Regions from separate parts of the Pan troglodytes genome. Here region 2 is linked to region 1. Evidence: chromatin contacts called from public HiChIP or PLAC-seq data. All regions are on one chromosome and are shown on one strand. The core of a region is the stretch at or near the end of the contact, and the rest is flanking DNA. Distances in the headings are between cores, read along the strand shown.

The links. HiChIP or PLAC-seq counts read pairs in DNA pulled down with a chosen protein or histone mark.
Region 2: an H3K4me3 HiChIP or PLAC-seq map of stem cell-derived excitatory neurons shows a contact between it and region 1, with 4 times the contacts expected there. The contact joins the promoter of MTRFR here to the promoter of HIP1R in region 1. A contact is called at or near these places in 1 of 7 Hi-C or Micro-C datasets (induced pluripotent stem cells) and 1 of 1 datasets of contacts at active chromatin or transcription factors (stem cell-derived excitatory neurons).

Annotation. Positions count from the first base shown.
Region 1 is chr10:129,672,632-129,678,999 of NHGRI_mPanTro3-v2.0_pri, reverse strand. HIP1R (huntingtin interacting protein 1 related) reads right to left here and starts at 2,483. Exons shown (of 32, transcript XM_054663741.2): 1 at 2,150-2,483. The coding sequence starts at 2,206.
Region 2 is chr10:130,065,128-130,071,300 of NHGRI_mPanTro3-v2.0_pri, reverse strand. MTRFR (mitochondrial translation release factor in rescue) reads right to left here and starts at 2,637. Exons shown (of 3, transcript XM_054663796.2): 1 at 2,556-2,637. MPHOSPH9 (M-phase phosphoprotein 9) reads left to right here. Exons shown (of 23, transcript XM_063785186.1): 2 at 5,417-5,678.

The sequences.
Region 1 (6,368 bases), core at 1,234-3,733:
ACTTCTTATCATTTAAGAGTAAGATCAATGAAGTTGGTCCTTCACATCCCATCTCCTCCATGTAGCAATCAGACCTCTTTATACCTCCTCAAAGGCACGAGAAAAAACTCAGTGAATAAACAAAGTTTCTGACAACATCCAGATCTGTCTGCCAATTCAGGTTTTCTCCCTATGATCTACAAGTTCCTGGCACAATTAATTATGTATTGGTGACTTTAAATTTTTTTAAAATGACGGGCTATCCGGGCTGAACCAGTTGATGGTGATGAAGATCACAAGGATAAATTGGTAATTTGCAGCCACCTGGGTTCCAGCACTTGGCATTTCTAAAGCCTTGATATCCTCAGGATTTATTATCGCTTTCTGGGTCAATCCCAAGCACAAAGGTTAGAAGGTCTCCCTGCGTTCTCTCTCATTTCAAAACGAAAGCTGTTGTAGAGTGCGTGTGCTAACTAGGTGTGAAGGCAACCGCAGAAGTCATAGCTCTCTGCAAGGACAAGTGGGACGGAACTTGCAAATAGCCGCCACAAACGCAAATGTCACCAACCTGCTTTAGACAGGAGTGGGAGGGGTCCTCTGGCTTCCTTTACCTCTAGAGTAAAATTTTTCAGCCATTTCAGTCTTGGTTGACTTATTTTGGCAAATAAACAAGTATGCCCCCCTCCACCGCCCATCCCCCAAGCCTGAGAGCACTTCAAGAGTTTGTAAAATAAAAAGCAACAGGAAACCAGAAACGCAGCAACGTCTGCATCGTGGGTCCCCGGCACAAACACAAGTACAAAACGCACACCCGCGCCCTTATTTCATTTCTAACGCCTTCCCAGGATAGGCATCATCTGGAAGAGTTACAAGCGTGGGAGGCGCAGGAAGGGAGCCCCAGGAAGTTTCTGTCTGTCGGGCGCCGGTATTTAATGAGGGGGTGTGCACCTATTTATACGTGGGCAGCGCTCGGGCAAACAAGTCTGGCGACATACGAGAAGCTTTTCACCCAGCAAATAATAGGAGACTGTGCAGCCCTGGGAAACCGCTCACGAGAGAAGGAAGCTGGGAGTTTAAGGAATTTCCTTTAAGGAAATTGCCCGTGGGGGCATCGGTTTCAGGGGGTAGGAGACAGGGGCAGGAGCCGGCAAGGAGCGGCACGGAAGGTCGGGGACCCCAGTCGGGCCGCGCCGGCCCCGGGAGCACCTGGATCCCCAGCCCCCTCGATCCCCGGCGCGCTGGGCTCGCGCACACCCAACCCCGGCCCCATCTCCGTCCCCCGCCGCCTCAGCTCCGGCGCTCCCGGCCCGCGCACACCCTGACCCCGGCCCCCTCAGCCCCGGCGCCTCTGGGCCCGAGCGCCCGGCGGGAGCGGGGAGCGCGGCTTCCGGTTCACCTGCGCGCCGGTCGGCTCGGGCCGCGGAGGCCGGCGGGGGGCGGCAGCGGAGCTCTCGGAGAGCCCGGGCGGACACAGGCCCTGCCCCCGCGCCGTCCCCCGCCCCTGGCCGGCGCCTCCCGGGCCCCAGCCGTTCGCGCGTGAGGGGTCAGGGACGCCGCTTGCCCGCCCGCCGCCGCCCGCCGCCCGCCGCCCGCCGCCCGCCGCCCGCTCGCCTGGGTCTTGTCGAACTGCTCGCGCTCGGCCTCCAGGCTGTGGCCCGGCCTGCGGCTCAGCACCCGCGCCGGCACGTTCTTGATGCTGTTCATCCTGCCGCCGCCGCCCGCTTTTGTCCGGCTCCGTCCGCGCGACTCACAGCCTCACGGTCCGGCAGCCCCAGCCTAGGCACCGCGAGGCCACCGCGCCGCGCCCGGGCCCGCCCGCCGGGGAGGAGCCCGCCTCGCCCCGCCCCCAACTCCAGGGCACGCCCCTCCCCCGCACACCTCCAACCCCGCCCCCCGCGATCTCGGGACACGCGCCTCTCCCCGCACATCCCCAACCCCCCATCCCGCGGCGACCCCGGCACACGCCCCGCCCCCCGCACACCTCCAACCCCCACCTCACTCGCAAGGTTGGGGCACAGACCAAACGCCCCCCCAGCTCCTCCCCACCTCTAATCCCCTCCCTAAACCCGGAGGGGAGGGGAGGGGAAGGGGGAGGGGGAACCCCTCCCTCCTTCCACCCAGGGTAGGGACCCCAGCCAATTCCCTCTCCCCACCCCTCCCCCGAACTCACTAAGTCTTGTCTGCACCAGGGCAAGATCTGGTTAATTGGAGAAAATCTGGCCTCCATGAGTCTGGTCGGTGGCAGCACAGATAGACGCTTTTTTTCCTTTTTGGTCTTAACGTATGTGTCAAAAGGCACACAATGACACTCTCCCCTCTTTGTGCAATTCTGACATAGCTGCAGCTGTTATCCATGCGGGGATGCAGGATGCATTTCCAGAGACGCAGCCGGCTCCGCAACCGGACACCTCGCCAGCGCCAGGGACAATGGGGGCTGAGGCCGGGCGGTATTAGGCTGGCACAGAAGGCAGGCGGATCTGAACAGCAAAGTACACCGAGGAGATGCCGCCAGGGGTGGCGTGAGGCTTTTTAAAAACATTATTATTGGCTTTCCCTTAAAATTACTGGTCACAAGACTGAAGTAAAAAAATAAATAAAAGCCCAGAGTCCTCTCTAAGCGTAGCTCTCAGATGGGTATTGTGTTTCTGCTGTTTCCCTTTCCTATCGGAATGCAGATGTGGAATCATGCATAAAGGTCCCTTGCTTTTGAAGGGAGAGGCACCGCCTGCCTGTAAGGAGGAAAATGACGCCCACGTAATCCTGACCCTTGTCTCCCTAGTGAGACTGTAACCTGTCTGAGGTCAGGGACCCTTTCCTTTCCTTTCCTTTCCCTTTCCCTTTCCTTCCTCCTTCTTTTCTTTCTTTTGTCTCTTTCTCTCTCTTCTTTCTTTCTCTTTCTTTCTTTCTTTTCTTTTCTTCTCTTTCTTTCTTTTCTTTTTTTTTAACCGAGCTTCACTCTTGTTGCCTAGGCTGGAGTGCAATGGCACGATCTCACCTCACCACAACCTCCGCCTCCTGGGTTCAAGCAATTCTCCTGCCTCAGCCTCCCAAATAGCTGGAATTACAGGCATGTGCCACCGCGCCTGGCTAATTTTGTATTTTTAGTAGAGACAGAGTTTCTCCGTGTTGGTCAGGCTGGTCTCGAACTCCCGACCTCAGGTGATCCGCCCGCCTCGGCCTCCCAAAGTGTTGGGATTACAGGCGTGAGCCACCGCACTCCGCCAGGGACCCTTTTCTTTAACTGATTCCTCACCCTCCAGCCCAAGAGCTAGAGCTGACCCCAAAAGATAACATTTGCCAAGACTCTCCTGTCACTCCACCAAAAGGAGAAATTAATCCTGTTTTCTCTAATTCCAATCACTAAAAAGCTTCTTTATCAGAATAACGGTAGAATCACAATAGCTGATATGTATTGAATGCTTATTATTTGGCAGGCACTGGGCTAAACCCTTCATATGTAACTTAGTCAACTTAGTTGATAGCTGTGCTCTAATAAAGACCACAGTAAAGGGGCTTTTCGCGGTACTCCAGCTGTTTCTCACACTCCTTTTTCCACACGGAACAAAAGTGGTTCTCCTGTGACCCTTCACGCATATACAGCATCCCTTTTCAACCAGGCAACAGCCCCTCTAGGTCTAGCACATCTGCCATAGTGACTTCCCATTAGCAACTGGCTTTTTAAATAATCACAGAGCCTATTACTGTGCCGGGCACCAGGCTCAGCATCTGTTAAACAGTATCTCACTCATTCTTCTTTAAAGTTGTTGATGAGGCTCGGCACAGTGGCTCACGCCTGTATTCCGAGCACTTTGGGAGGCTGAGGCAGGTGGATCACTTGAGCTCAGGAGTTCGAGACCATCCTGGGCAACATGGTGAAACCCCATCTCTACCAAAAAATACGAAAAACTTAGCTGCTGTGATGGTGTGCCTGTAGTCCCAGCTACTCAGGAGGCTGAGGTGGGAGGATCACTTAGGCCTGCAAGGCAGAGGTTGCAGTAAGCTGAGATCATGCCACTGCACTCCAGCCTAGACAACAGAGTGAAACCTTCTCTCAAAATAAATAAATAAAAAATAAAGCATCAACAACTTTATTTTAATTAATTTATTTTTTTTAAGACAGGGTCTGGCTTCGTTACCCAGGCCGGAATGCAGTGGCATAATCATAGCTCACTGCAATTTCTGCCTCCTGGGCTCAAGTGATCCTCCCACCTCAGCCTCCTAAGTAGCTGGAACTGGAGGGATGCACTATCATGCCCAGCTAATTTTTTTTTTTTTGAGATGGAGTCTCACTCTGCCACCAGGCTGGAGTGCAGTGGCACGATCTCGGCTCACTGCAACCTCTGCCTCCCGGGTTCAAGCAATTCTCCTGCCTCAGCCTCCCAAGTAGCTGGGACTACAGGTGCCCGCCACCACGCCCAGCTAATTTTTGTATTTTTAGTAGAGACAGAGTTTCACCATGTTGGCCAGGATGGTCTCGATCTCTTGACCTCGTGATCTACCCACCTCGGCTTCCCAAAGTCCTGGGATTACAGGCGTGAGCCACTGCGCCCGGCCATGCCCAGCTAATTTTTAAAATTTTTTTGTAGAGACAGAGTCTTGCTAAGTTGTCCAGGCTGGTCTCAAATTCCTGGGCTCAAGTGAATTCGCCCACCTTGAAAGTACTGGGATTACAGGCCGAAGCCACTGCACCTGGCCTCTTGATGGTATTTTTTTTACAGAGCAACAAACAAGCTCAGGTTCAGAGAGTTTAGCCCAGGTTCACACAACTGGTAAACTCTGCATTCGGGATCCAGACCCAGATGTGCCTGATTTCAAAGCCAGTGCTCTCAACACCCATGCCATTTGGACTACATTTTGTGGTCTGTGACTTTCAGTACTATACTACCTTGGGCTTGCTGTTTGGGACCCGAGAGCACTCTCCTAATACATCTCTAAGGGATTGTACTTTATGTGCTTGTAGGTAAGATTTTGAGCTATTAGAGGGCCACCCTGTCTTACTTAGTTTTATGTACTCAGTGCCTAGCGGGGCACCTGGCACATAGCAATGTTCAATAAATGTATGTGAAATGAAGGGCTGAAAGAGTGAGTAAACAAATATCTCCTTTGGTATACTTCAACATACAGCTGATCTCACGAAAGAGCATCACTGAGGACATAAGGATACAAACTTCCCCACTCTTTTGTTTGTTTGTTTGTTTTTATTTTTGAGACAGGGTTGCCCTCTGTCACCCAGGCTGGAGTGCAGTGGCATGATCTCAGCTCACAGCAACCTTCGCCTCCTGGGTTCCAGCAATTCTCCTGCCTTAGCCTCCTGAGTAGCTGAGATTACAGGTGTGCGCCACCACAGCCTGGCTAATTTTTGTATTTTTTGTAGAGACAGGGTTTCACCATGTTGGTCAAGCTGGTCTCGAACTCCCAACCTCAGGTGATCCACCTGCCTCGACCTCCCAAAGTGTTGGGATTACAGGCATGAGCCACCGTGCCTGGCCCAAACTTCCCCACTCTTAATTTTTCTGGTTCATCTCTCTAACATCTTCAGGCAGGAGGCCTGGTCTACTATTGTCCCTGTCACTGACTGGCTTTTTGGCGGGGGCGGATACAGGGTCTTGCTTGCTCTGTTACCCCTGCTGGAGTGCAGTGGCTGGATTATGGCTCATTGCAGCCTCAACCTCCTGGGCTCAAGTGATCCTCCCACCTCAGCCTCCAGAATAGCTGGGACCACAGGTGTGCACCACCATGCCTGGCTAATTTTTAAATTTTTTGTTGAGACGGGGGTCTCACCACGTTGCCCAGACTGGTCTTGAACTCCTGGACTCAAGCAATCCTCCCACCTTAGCCTCCCAAAGTGCTGGCATTACAGGCAGGAGCCACTGCTCCCGGCCTGAGATTCTTCATGCCATCAGAATCAGGGTTCTGTTTTGGTGTATCTCGAGGGCTGTTGAATTCCTGCTCACCCCTATTACAAAAGCAAAGCAATTGGAACACAAATAAGACCTCGTTTTAAGGAAAATCCAAGATGCACAGGAGAGTTTACATCATCTGGCCCACTAAAACATGGTATGCTACCACACCCACACTGACTCATCGACTCGTATGCATGATCTGGCCCCAGCCTCTGTCCCTGGCTTCATCTTGCACCATCCTGGCCCATCAGGTCCCAGATGCGTCATGTTCCCTCCCACCTCAGAGCCTTTGCACATGCTGTTCCTACTGCCTGGAATTCTCTTCTGCTTCCTGTTCGCCCTACTTAGCATCCACTTGTCTTTAACTCTTGGCTCAGATGTCACTTCTTTAAGGAAGCATTCTCTTAACACTCCACCCTTCACCTGAGTCCCTATTATAAGCTGTCATCATATCTCAAAGCTTTCTTTTGTAGCACTAACCAGTCT
Region 2 (6,173 bases), core at 1,388-3,887, 390 kb before region 1:
CACCACGCCCAGCTAATTTTTGTATTCTTAGTCCAGATGGGGTTTCACCATGTTGGCCAGGCTGGTCTCGAACTCCTGACCTCAAGCGATCCGCTTGCCTCGGCCTCCCAAAGTGCTGGGAGTACAGGCATGAGCCACCACGCCCGGCCAACTTTCTCTTTTTAAAAAGACTAGTCAAGTACAGTAGAGAAGGGAGAAAGAGTAGAACAAGAAGTTTGATCTGTGACTGTGAACAATTAATTAAGATAACTCACTACCAGGCCGAGCGCGGTGGCTCACGCCTGTAATCCCAGCACCGTGGGAGGCCGAGGCAGGTGGATCATGAGGTCAGGAGATTGAGACCAACCTGGCTAACACGGTGAAACCCCATCTCTACTAAAAATACAAAAAAAAAAAAAAAAAAATTAGCTGGGCCTGGTGGCAGGCACCTGTAGTCTCAGCTACTAGGGAGGCTAAGGCAGGAGAATGGCGTGAACCTGGGGGGCGGAGCTTGCAGTGAGCTGAGCTCTGTCACACACACACACACAAAACTCACTACGTTTGGACCAGCCTGACTTTCTGTATTTGACGACTCCTCTCATTTTTTCTTTTGTCCCAAAAAGGCCTTCCTGCCAAGGATTGCGAGCTCTGTGGCCAACAGACCTGCGTTCAATGTCTCAATGCCACAATTTACTTACTGGGTAACTTTGGCTCTAATTCCTCATCTGTAGAATGGAGATACTACTACCTAGAGTGAGAACAAAATCATACATGTTGCCATAAATGTAAAGTACTTAGTGGTCACTAAATGGGAGCATGTCAGATCTCTCAACTACAAGGCTGAGGAACTTTGGAATGACACACCACATACGCTGTTGTCTTATGACACAAACCCAGTCTGGGAACTGATTATTTCATGGGCCTTTGTTTTAGAGCTTAGGGTGAAAAGGCATCTACAACAGTGGCTTGTAAATTATTTTACTTGGTATGGTCCAATTTAAGAAGTACTTGATAAGCCATGACATTACTGAAAACATGTTATTTGGTGGGATCATAATTCTGGTCTGTGAAATCAGGTACTAAGGAGATCACTGTGATGCCAAAAATATAGCCTGACTTCCCAGCAGGTTCACACTGAAAGATAAAACCATCTTCAATGAAGTAAGTCCTGGTTTAAACATAAAATATCTTTTGGAATTATGTAATATAATTTAAAAAATAATGAAAGATAGGATAACATCAAATTTACCCTTTGAAAATTGCCAGGCGTGGTGGCTCATGCCTGTAATCCCAGCACTTTGGGTGGCCGAGGCAGGAGGATGACCTGAGGTCAGGAATTCGAGACCAGCCTGGCCAATATGGCAAAACCCCGTCTCTACTAAAAATACAAAAAATTAGCCGGATGTGGTGGCGGGCACCGGTATTCCCGGCTACTCGGGAGGCTGAAGCAGAAGAATCACTTGAACCCGGGAGGCAGAGGTTAAAGTGAGCCGAGATCGCGCCACTGCCCTCCAGCCTGGGTGACAGAGAGAGACCCTGTCCCCCCTACCCCCCTCCCCCCACAAAAATAAAAAAAGTAAAAAAAAAAATTGGCAGGTATACTTAGGAAGCTCCAATGAGATGTAACGCCTCCTGGCAGATCTGTTATTCCAAGGGCAGATCCATTTCCTGGGTCGTGGAGGCCTAAGTGATAGTGCCAGGGAAGTCCCTTTACTGTGAGCCAGAACTCCTGGAGGGAAATCGAGGAGCTGGAAAGACCTTAAAGGTTAACTATGCTGAAGAATGTGGCCTGCACAGTGCGCATGAAATGGGCTGGGGTCCCACGGGGAGGAGAGCGGGTTCCCTTTGGTCCTTCAAAAGTAGGGCTGGGTGGCTTGCGCCTGTGATCCCAGCACTTTGGGAGGCCGAGGAAGGAGGATCGCTTGAGGCCAGGAGTTCGAGATCAGCTTGGGCAACACAGTGAGACCCGACCACCCCACGTCTATTAAAAAAAAATGAGTATCTCCGCAAAAGCCTAGCAAGGGCAGTGCTGACCCCTACTACGTGCCAGGCCTGAAACAGCACCTGATGCGTGCTCACAGCTCCATTCCGCTCAGTTTTGTACATGAGGATCCTTCCGTTTCGCCTTGGGCCTCCGTGGAACCGTTATCTCCAGGACGGTAGTCTCTCCTCTCCCCTGCCCTGAGTGCCTGAACAGCCCCAGAGCCGACCCACAGCACCTAGCGTAAACCAGGTCCCGAGAAAACTGAGCTCGGGTGTCACGGCCGGCCCCACCCCACCGCCAGCGCGGCCTCAGGTAAACTGGCTGCGCCACTCGGGGTCGCAAGTCGGGAAAAACCCAGGCGTCCCGGCTCGCAGTCCTCTCTCCGGAGCCTTTGACAGTCGTCGGCAGTCGTAGGGTTACCTGGCTTCTCCGCAGATGCTTACCTGGTCTCAGGACCCGACTCCTGCCCTCAACGTTCTAGGGATATCCAAATCACCTCAGCGGAGGATTCGCAATCGCGATCCCTGATCTGCGCACGCGCCGTACTCTGATCGCGGTTTCTCTTATCTACCAGAGGCGCATGTTTACTCACTGCGCATGCGAGAAACTGAAGCTTCTTTCCCTCGTGGCAGCGGCTGGCTCCCAGAGAGCCAATCAGAGAAGAGAGTTTCACAGCAATCCCGCCCCCTTGTCACTCCCCCGGGGTTGGATATCTCTCTTTGGTTGGAGCTGCGCGAGGGGGAACGGCGAGGTGGACGCGCGCGCCATGCTCGGCTGTCTCCGCCTCCTTCCGGGCAGCCAATCACTGGAGAGACGCTGGGCGCGGGCGCGCTCCCTCGGGTAACGGTCGCGAGAGGCCGCTTGCCTGACCGTGACATCGGCAGCGGGAGCGGCGGCCAGGTAAGCGGCCACCATCCTGCAGGGAGCTGTAGGCCGCTGGGGACAGGGGACGAGACTTAGGAGACACTGTCTTAGCGGCCCCTTGAGTGTGGTGATGGGCTGGGGTGTGGGGTGACGGCTGCCGATTGGCCTGACCCCCTCGGAGCCCTTCGGCGTGTGGGAGCTCTGCCCGGCCGCGGTGCGCCTTTTCTAGACTCGGCGCCCTTGAGTGACACTCGCGCGGCCCAATCGCAGATCGCTCTTCCTGAGGGGCGGGGGGTTTGTGGGGTTTTTTAAAATTTTTCCCCCCATTTTTTGCCAAGGTGCCCCGGTGTCCTTTTGGAATCGCGGTTGTAGTTGCAGGAGCGGTGGCTTTTCTCCGTCCTCCCTGCTTTCCGTAGCTTAGGCGACTGCATAGATTCTCCCTCTCCTTCCCACTTTGACCCGATAGCCGCCACCAGCCATTGCGGGCTGACTGTGAGCTCAGAATGTCGGGATCTGGCCTCATCCCCATCTGAAATCTCTTCCTCTCCCCCAAGCCTCCCGTCAAGGCGGAGCGCCCAGTTAACTTTCATGTTTCATAACCATCAATCGTTCCTTTTCCCCAGCTCCCTTTTTTTGCTAGGGGGTAGGGACACCAAAAGCGTCATATCTTGTTGCTGGGAAATATAAAAGCTCTGCTCTTATATTCATTCTGTATCAAGTTAAAAAAAATTTTTTTTGCATTGTATTTGTGGGTGTTTAAGGATTTTTCCCTCTTACTTCCCTGCCCTCCCCCCAGCACCTCCACCCCAATGGAGAAGCATCCTTGAATTTCTAGTGGTTTTCCATCTGGATCTGCATCCGGATCCGGATTACCTTAGCAGGGGAAATAATAGATGGGGTTGCAGGTTCATCTCCCTGGAGAGCTTGTGTTTTCCTGGTGTTAATAGCATGGTGATTGGAATCCAGGTATTTCTGTTGCCAGTTGGAAGGGGCAGTCCTTGACTGTTTCAATGCCCCATTTGTCGTGGGTGATGGGCTGAGCCACTGGGGAAAAGTCCATTTAGTTAGGTCCGGTTACCCTTCGCATTCACTCCTGTCCCTGAAGGAAATGGTCCCTGTTTTTGTGTAATGCTTTATAAAAGCAGGCCCTAGAAAGTGGGAATCTAGCAGAAGCGGAATACTAGACAATATTCCTGTTGCACTCTCTAAGCTTTTCAGTTTGTAAGCAGCTGAAGTTTTCTTTTTTTCTCCTTTTTCCTCTTGCTCCCTTGCTCTTTTATAAATGCATGAATTCCCCAGGAAGGAGGCATCTTGTTTGACCTGTTACAGCCAATTTGCCATGGTATATACCCAGCTTCACTGAAATTTTAGTTGGCCTGGCAAATAATTTTTTTGTTTTTATTTTTATTTTTTAAGAGATGGGGTCTTGGTCTGTTGCCCAAGCTGGAGTGCAGTGGCAGGATCATAGCTCACTGCAGTCTTGAACTCCTGGGCTGAAGTGATCCTCCCACCTCAGCCTCCAGGGTAGCTGGGACATGCTCCCAGTAGCTGCAGGCAGGCTCCAGTGTGCCCAGTGGTTTATTTTCTAAGAATAGCTGCACAGAGACAAAAGACCATATATATAGTTCAAAATGTACTTCCAGACAATGGGGAAGCTATGGTTGTTAACAGTTTAATTGGCTCTTTTTAATACAAATTAAATATTAAGTAGTTCAGTTCTTCTTGTCTCTGTATAAGTCAACAAACATATATACTTGGTAGAATTTATTAAACAAATGAACAAGGCATGCAAGTATTCCAATTGTTACATAATAGAATTATATCTAGAACTTTCATTGTAAAGCCTGGCAAAATGGTTTGCGCTATAATCCCAGCTGCTCGGGAGGCTGAGCACTTGAGGCCAGGAGTTGTAGACCAGCCTGGGCAACATAGCAAGATGCTGTCTCTAAAAAAAAGAACCTTGATTATTAAACATATCAAAATCTGAAATATTACCTGAAAAAGGTGATGCTACTTTTGCAAATAATCCTTAATGTAGATTTTTAATTGAGATACATAATTCACATACCATAAAATTCAGTCTTTTACAAGTGTACAATTCAGTGGTTTTTAGTTCACAAGGTTGTGCAGCCATCACCACTATCTAATTCCAGAATTTTTTATCACCCCAAAAAGAAACTCCATACCAGCTGCACTCACTCACATTCTCTCCTTCCCCAGCTCCTGGCAGCCATTTGTCTATGAATTTGCCCATTCAAGATATTTCATATCAATGAAATCATATAGTCTGTGGTCTTTTGTGACTGGCTTTTTTTACTTAGCATAGTATCTTCAGTGTTCATGTATGTTGTAGCATGTGTCTTTTTATGGCTGAATCCTATCCTGTTCTATGGATATGCTTCATTCGTTTATCCATTTATCCATTGATGGACATTTGGGTGGTTTCTACATTTTGATTATTATGAATACTGTTGCTATCCTTAATGGAGATCTGTATGAAAGCAGTTAAGGTTTCCAAAGTTATGTAAAAACAGTTGCTAGCTTTAGTGGCTTTTTATAGTAGTATTTTTTTCCCTCATTCATTTTCAGACTCTCTTGGAAGTTTAGGATATTTCACAGTTCTGAATGTTAGCCACTGAAAATGCCAGTAGATGATGAAGCCTCTGAAGATGACACGGATTCACTTTCCTCAAACAGCCCAAGAACCTTTATTTTCCAATAAGAGAATATAACAATTTCTGTACACTATGGAAGAGTTTGACTTGGTGAAAACCTTACACAAAACTTCATCTTCTGTAGGATCTGATGAAAATTCTCTTCATTCTCTTGGACTGAACTTAAATACTGATAGGTAAGAATGGGATTTAAAAAAATGTACCAAATCAGAATAACCTTATTTGCATACGTTTATCAACTTATCCAAATAGTGTCATAGTTACTGATTTGAATTATTATTATTATTATTTTTTAACCTATCATCAAGAATGTTCAGGGAGGCTGGGCGCGGTGGCTCATGCCTGTAATCCCAGCACCTTGGTAGGCTGAGGCGGGTGGATCACCTGAGGCCAGGAGTTGGAGACCAGCCTGGCTAACATGGTGAAGCCTCGTCTCTACTAAAAATACAAAAATTAGCCAGGTGCGGTGGCACGCGCCTGTAGTCCCAGCTACTCAGGAGGCTGAGGCAGGAGAATTGCTGGAACCTGGGAGGCAGAGGTTGCAATGAGCCAAGATTGCGCCACTGCACTCCAGCCTGGGCGACAGAGCGACACTCTGTCTCAAAAAAAAAAAAAAAAAAAAAAAATGTTCGGGGACAGATGTTTAAGTCAGAAATAGGTTTGGTCTTTTC